2 separate regions of the Gasterosteus aculeatus genome follow, and region 1 is linked to region 2. Evidence: chromatin contacts called from public Hi-C data. All regions are on one chromosome and are shown on one strand. Each heading gives the region's core, a stretch centred on a gene start, on an enhancer-like site or on the middle of the called end of the contact. The rest is flanking DNA. Distances are from core to core; before and after follow the strand shown.

Region 1 (2,840 bases), core at 33-2,532, 73 kb before region 2:
ACAGATAATCATATAGAGAGCTACAGTTGAGCAAATTAATAAACCAGCTTTGCATTTTGGGGAAAATACTTAATTGAGTGTGTGACAAAAAGATCAAAAACACTAAAGTCTGTTAAAACAAAATATTGAACTAGGCCTTCAAGCTTTTCTGATTAATTGAAAGAGGAAATCATTCAATGCAGCTTTAATGCAGAGTTTGTGATCAGTCCTACCGCGCAGGGCTCCCCAGACCTTTGGTGCTTTCAGGACAGCATACGGCTGATCCACAGTCAGCTCATCTGCAGACACAGCGGTTGTGCATTTCATTGTTACACAGTGTAGTCAAAGCTCGGCAGGGGGTCATTAGGACACTTAAGGCAAGGTCTTAAGTACTCAGGTGGGTGAAGGGGGGCTTTAAACATTAGGTCTACACGGACTGTTAATCCCAGTACCAGGTAATCTCTAACCACCGGTAAATCAGAGGTCCACAGCCTCCCTGGTTGTAAGGTACACATCATTTAAATGAGGCGGTTACAAGTAAAATGTTGCATTCACTTACGTAGCAACTGGTATAAGTGCATAATATTTTTGTGTCAATAACTTTCACTGTAACAGAAACTAAAATGTAGAACACAAATGACCCCCCCCCCCCCTAGAAAGGAAGAACAACAACTGTACTTTGTCACGTTGCAACACCATCAATGAGGAAGCGGCGGAACTCACATGACTCGTCCGACGTGACAGCGGGGAAGCGCTCACATTCCGAGTCAGCTGATACGATCAACACCTGCAGCTCCGTCAGCACCGAGGGCCCCGCTCGCCTGCCTTCAGCCCCATGCTGCACTCTGGAGCCCCCAAATATGTACTCGTAATACCTGCGGAGTGAGACGGGGAAAGGGGCGCGGCGGTTACAGGTGCCCCTGAACGCACCGCGGCGCTTTTATAGTAAACGGGAAGCTTTCCTCACCTCCTGTACGCGTTCTGCAGGAGGCTGCAGCTCGCCCCCGAGCTCGAGCCTTTGGCGTCGGTTATTCGGAAAGTGACGCCGGTTAATTTGAACGAAACGTCGGAGATTTTCACCTTCTGCGGCAGGGGCCACAGGGAGCCGTACTTCGAAGCCGCAAAGACGCGCTCCGTCTCGGCCGACTCCTCGTAGTCGTCCCGGGGGCCGGGCTGCAGCCCCCGCGAGAAGCCGAGGGTCAGCAGCAGAAGCGCGAGCTGCAGAGGGGCGGTCATGCTGGCGGGCCGCACGGAAGTGTCACGAGACCCAACGGGCAACAGTGTAGCTTTATGTGCGGGGAACTGGGCGGGGCTTCGGTGTTGTGCGGAAGTGCAGATTTAAGATTTAAAGGGGAAGCACAACCCCGACCGCCTTGTAGACATTTTCATTAGAAAATAACGAGGACGCTTATCGACATTTTCATTAGAAAATAACGGGGACGCGAAAAAAAGATGTATCTCTTAATTTGTGCAACTAGTAGCTGGAAACCTTTCCTTTTAAATTCTAAACATTATTTCTCATGTTGACCTAATATGTTTTCTACTTTGTTTTCAACTTTAGTTTTCGACCTCTTTTTCTTCTTGATTTTTTCCCCCTATATTTCGAGCAAACATATTTAGGTTTGTTTTCAAATTACGTTTTGATTAAATTTTTCTTTTTAGCTTTTTTCCATGACATTTTTTTTCAAAAATATCTTCAACGTATTTCTTTTTCAAAACATTTATTAACAATGTTTTTTTTCCTTTCTTTGCATGGCATGTTTTAACAAAATATTTATAAAACCAAAATATTCAACAAAAAGTTTTTTAATCACGTTTTTGACCTAACGTTTTTCAATACATTCTTTTTTGTTTTGTTTTCCAGGATATTTAGTACATATTTAGACTTTTAAAAAATACTTTTGGACCCAATATTTTTGTAACAAGTATTCACATCATTTATTTGAATATTTTTTCAAAACAGTTTTTGAACTTCTTTTCCATAACATTTTCTCACCTAATATTTCAAAACCTTTTTGGACCTAACATACTTATGTTAGTTTTTTTTGTTCTTTTTTCATAGTTTTTTTTAATATTATTTTTTTTACCTTTCCTATTGCTGTTCATTCTCAGATAATCTACTTTACTCCCAGGAATATTTCGACCACTAGGTGTCCCTCTTGTCATATTTATTAAAATAAAGATGTTTATCTGCACACCACTATATCATTAATGTATTAACAGTCTGTATCTATGAGACAATTGAACACGCTGTTGATTTTTTTTCAACAGGAATCACTTTCTGGCCATTTTATTTTTTGATAGTGTAGAGTACAACCGCTACAATAGCAACGTAAATTGATTAATAAATGAAAAAGGACAATATTGAAAATACATCAACAAGGATATCTCTTATTTAATTTCTAAGCTTGTCTATTAGAGGTCTAAAAGTGATATAGACCACAGTTATAACTTACCCCAAACATTAATAACTCTGTTGTGTAGCACAACATACATTTAATTGTAACTGGATCAATCTTGGCAAAAAGAATCAACTTACATTTTATAAGCCCAGTTTTTTGGCAGTGGGAGGGGTTTTCATAAGGTCAGAAAAATATATTAAAGCAAAGATTGATTAGGCAGATGTTATTTTTACACAAACCGCAGGGGGGCCTGTGTGAGCTCAACAACCACGAGGAAGTAAAATCAATGTTAACCAAAAGACAAGGTTAATAATTAAATGAATTATTCCCCAGTCCCAGCTTTCAGTCTTTGGCACTTGTTGCAGGAACATTTCGTCCACTAGATGTCTCTCAGGTCACGTACGGATGTGAAACACAACATGCCATAATAACCTTTTCTCCATAATACACTTCGGAACA
Region 2 (3,015 bases), core at 60-2,559:
GCGTGCCTCTGGTTTTAATTATTTTGTCGGAGGCTTTTTATTTGCAATGGTTTAATTATCATCAATCATTAGGATGTTTATCGGCGAGCGGCGCTGCTGGAGCACCGAGACAAACGACGCCTGCGATTGCGCTCGTTATCGCAGGTCGTCCATCAACAGCGGGTTGGGTTCGCCGCGTGCCAGCGAGTGAACCGCCTGAGAAGAAGCTTCTCATTACTGACCTCCGGCCCAGAAATACAGCGCGCATACCTGACGCCCATCTAGAGGGATGACCATGTGAGGAATCACGTTGGGCAGACTCCTCTGCCGGCAGCGCCGCCACGCCTGGAGCAGCTCCCGCTGGTTCTCCAGGCGCTCGCGCTCCCTCTCCACGTTCCTCTGGCCCTCCCGGAGCCGCTCCAGGCTCTGCTGGTACTCCTCCAGCTGCTCGTCCAGCTCCTGGCGCTCTCGCCTCAGCCTCTCCGTCTCCAGGTGGCACTGCCGCTCCCGCTCCTCCAGCCTGCTCTCCTGCTCCCCCTGCTGGCTCTCCCGGGCCTGGCACTCGCGCTCCCAGCGCTCCTTCTCCTGGCGGAGTCGGCCCTTGAGCCGCTGCGCCGCCGCCACCTCCTCCTTGCGCTTCTCCAGGTTGCGCTGCTTCTCCTGCTCCTGCAGGGTGTTGCCCCGCATGCTGGGGAGGTGCGGCCGGTGGGCGCGGGGGGATGGGCGGCCGCTCTCTCGGAGGAGGAGCCTCTGGACCTCGCAGCAGCTGTCCTGGATGGCGACGGTGGCCTGCAACCCGGAAAAAAACCCCGATGTGAATGCTTGATGAAAATGCAAAAAAAAACACCACCACAACAGGGAATACGAGAAGGCGATTTGAATTGGATCAGACCCTCGCCAGGCCTACACACGGTCAAATGACCCCCCCCCCCCCCTCCGCGGGTAAAACCGCGGTTTCCAGGCTCATAACACAAGAATGCATTCGGAACTTTGAATACGAAAATATCATTGAAATAAAAACCTCACCAAATGCACATAGACGGACGAGAGAGCCCCCACACATCCCCTCATGCAAATACACACACACGACGTGCATGCACAACTTTGCATTTTATACTTAACAGCAGTGTGTGTGTGTGTGTTTGTGCGATGAAACAAAGGACTCGTGTACATCTTCCAGCAGAACAAAGATCAGCAGGATTCTGGTTCCTGCAGCTCGCTCCCTGCAGAGCGCTGGTTCCCCGTTTGCCGGAGCCACATTAAAGCCGTTATCTCCACAACAAAGCGCCCAGTATGCAAGAGGTGCGTTTGTTTAATACGTGTGAGGGCTGCGGGCGGGATGAGAAGTAGCAGGTGGTGAGCCGTGTATTGAATAATGCACTTACCTGCAGACTGTAGAGTAACCGGGTCAGGCTTTGGACACTTTGAGCAACCTGTTAACAGACAAAACCACAACACGGCGAGCGGATTAATGAGCCTGCTGGGATTTTGATGCATGACATTTTTCTGCTTAACAATGTCCACTTCACAATCTACTCACAGTCTAAAGGTTTAGGGGGGAAAAACATACAGAACATTTGCGCCTCCTTGAGGCCACATTGTGCTCTACCGCTATTTTTTAGCGACAAAATAGCCCACCGGAGTGGAAAATAAAATTCACCTCGTAGGTCACAAAACCTCTGCGCGGTAATTGGAATAAGTCTCCGTATCCATTTTTAATGGCGCAATTCCTTTGGAAACAAGATGGACTCCTTCCTCTTTTATGAGCTCATCAATGATTCATTACATTGAGACTGAAATGTAATTGTAACAGACTGTATTGAATTATTGAAACCACCGTCGGCAAGAAACTAACAGACTATAATGACCTTTAACGCTGCCGTCCCCCCCATGGCAACTACAGGCATCCCATCACACCTGCATCAATATTTAAGTGTGCTGTACCTCGGAGTCGATGCCGTTCCTGTGGGTTTGGTGCAGGAGAGAAGGGGAGCGGAGCCCGAGGGCCTCAGTCCAGCCCCCCTGCCCGGCCTCCGGGGTTACAGGCGAGCCCTCGCGGTCCGAGGGGGGCGGCGCCGGGCTGACGGGGAACACGGAGTCGGCGTCGTCGGAGTCCGGGCTGGGACTCGATGGAGAGCGGGCCCCAGGCGACAGCGCGGCCTTCAGGGTCTCGGCTGGGGAACGAAAGGAAACGGCAGAGTGTGAAACGCAGAGACTTCACACCCCGAGAGCTCCGGCTGGGAGAAAAACTAAAAGCAGGATTTCGTTGGTTCTCAGAGACAAAACAAGTCCTTCTGTTCTTCATATGTTCCGGTCACGGCCCTGAATTTATTTATGTAGACAAAAAAAAACATAAACTTATAAAACTTATAATAAGATCCTGGAACAGAAGGTGTGACTCATTTGTTACATTATACGAGAGAAATATCAAAGATGGCATTTAAAGGTTGCAATGAAATAAACCTGACCTTAATACAATATGTACTACTTCTTGATTAAAACACTAAGTACATAAATATTTATACACTTGGTTTAAAACATAATGTGATTCGGTATCTATTAATGTATGCATGGATTCTGCATGATGAATGACGATTTATCATAAGTTCCCAAATATTTTATATTAATAAACACTTTAAATGTTTATTAAATGAATTGCATGTGAATCTGGTCCTGCAGGTTGAAGCATGTTACATGAAAGTACGCGTACCACCACTCACCCTCTCGCAGAGCGGCAGAAAGCAGGACGCCGCCCTGGGGCGGCTCCTCGGAGTTCGGCTGGACGAGCAGCCGCGGTTCGACCTGCGCCGCTGCCGTGTCCGTCCTCCCACTCAGAGCGCCGAGCGCCGCGTAGACCTGCAGCTTCTCCTCCAGGCTGGAGCAGATGCGCTGGTCCTGGCTCAGCAGACTCTCTGACGGGGGCGAGTTCATCGGGTTTCACAGAGTGTGGAGCATTGCGGGACGTTAACTCGGGCGGGGTGCAGGATGCAAAGAGGCCCTCGAGGGAAAAAACGAGAGATGGCGCCGTACCTTGTA

What was found. Hi-C and Micro-C count contacts between places; a contact is called where the count stands out from the background.
Region 1: a Hi-C map of liver shows a contact between it and region 2, with 4 times the contacts expected there. The contact joins the promoter of hexb here to the enhancer-like site in region 2. A contact is called at or near these places in 6 of 6 Hi-C or Micro-C datasets (blood and trunk muscle, liver, skeletal muscle and 2 more).

What each region holds. Positions count from the first base shown.
Region 1 is chr14:3,174,698-3,177,537 of fGasAcu3.hap1.1, reverse strand. hexb (hexosaminidase B (beta polypeptide)) reads right to left here and starts at 1,282. Exons shown (of 14, transcript XM_040197300.2): 1 at 947-1,282; 2 at 703-854; 3 at 213-278. The coding sequence starts at 1,215.
Region 2 is chr14:3,101,460-3,104,474 of fGasAcu3.hap1.1, reverse strand. arhgef28a (Rho guanine nucleotide exchange factor (GEF) 28a) reads right to left here. Exons shown (of 34, transcript XM_078088912.1): 28 at 3,010-3,015; 29 at 2,700-2,891; 30 at 1,924-2,153; 31 at 1,365-1,412; 32 at 250-768. Among protein-coding and RNA genes, the nearest start is that of arhgef28a, 22 kb to the right of the region's middle. Within about 2 kb of position 1,309, at least 3 of the 9 cell types and tissues checked have open chromatin away from gene starts, as enhancers often do. A contact at or near this core is called in liver, where this site is marked.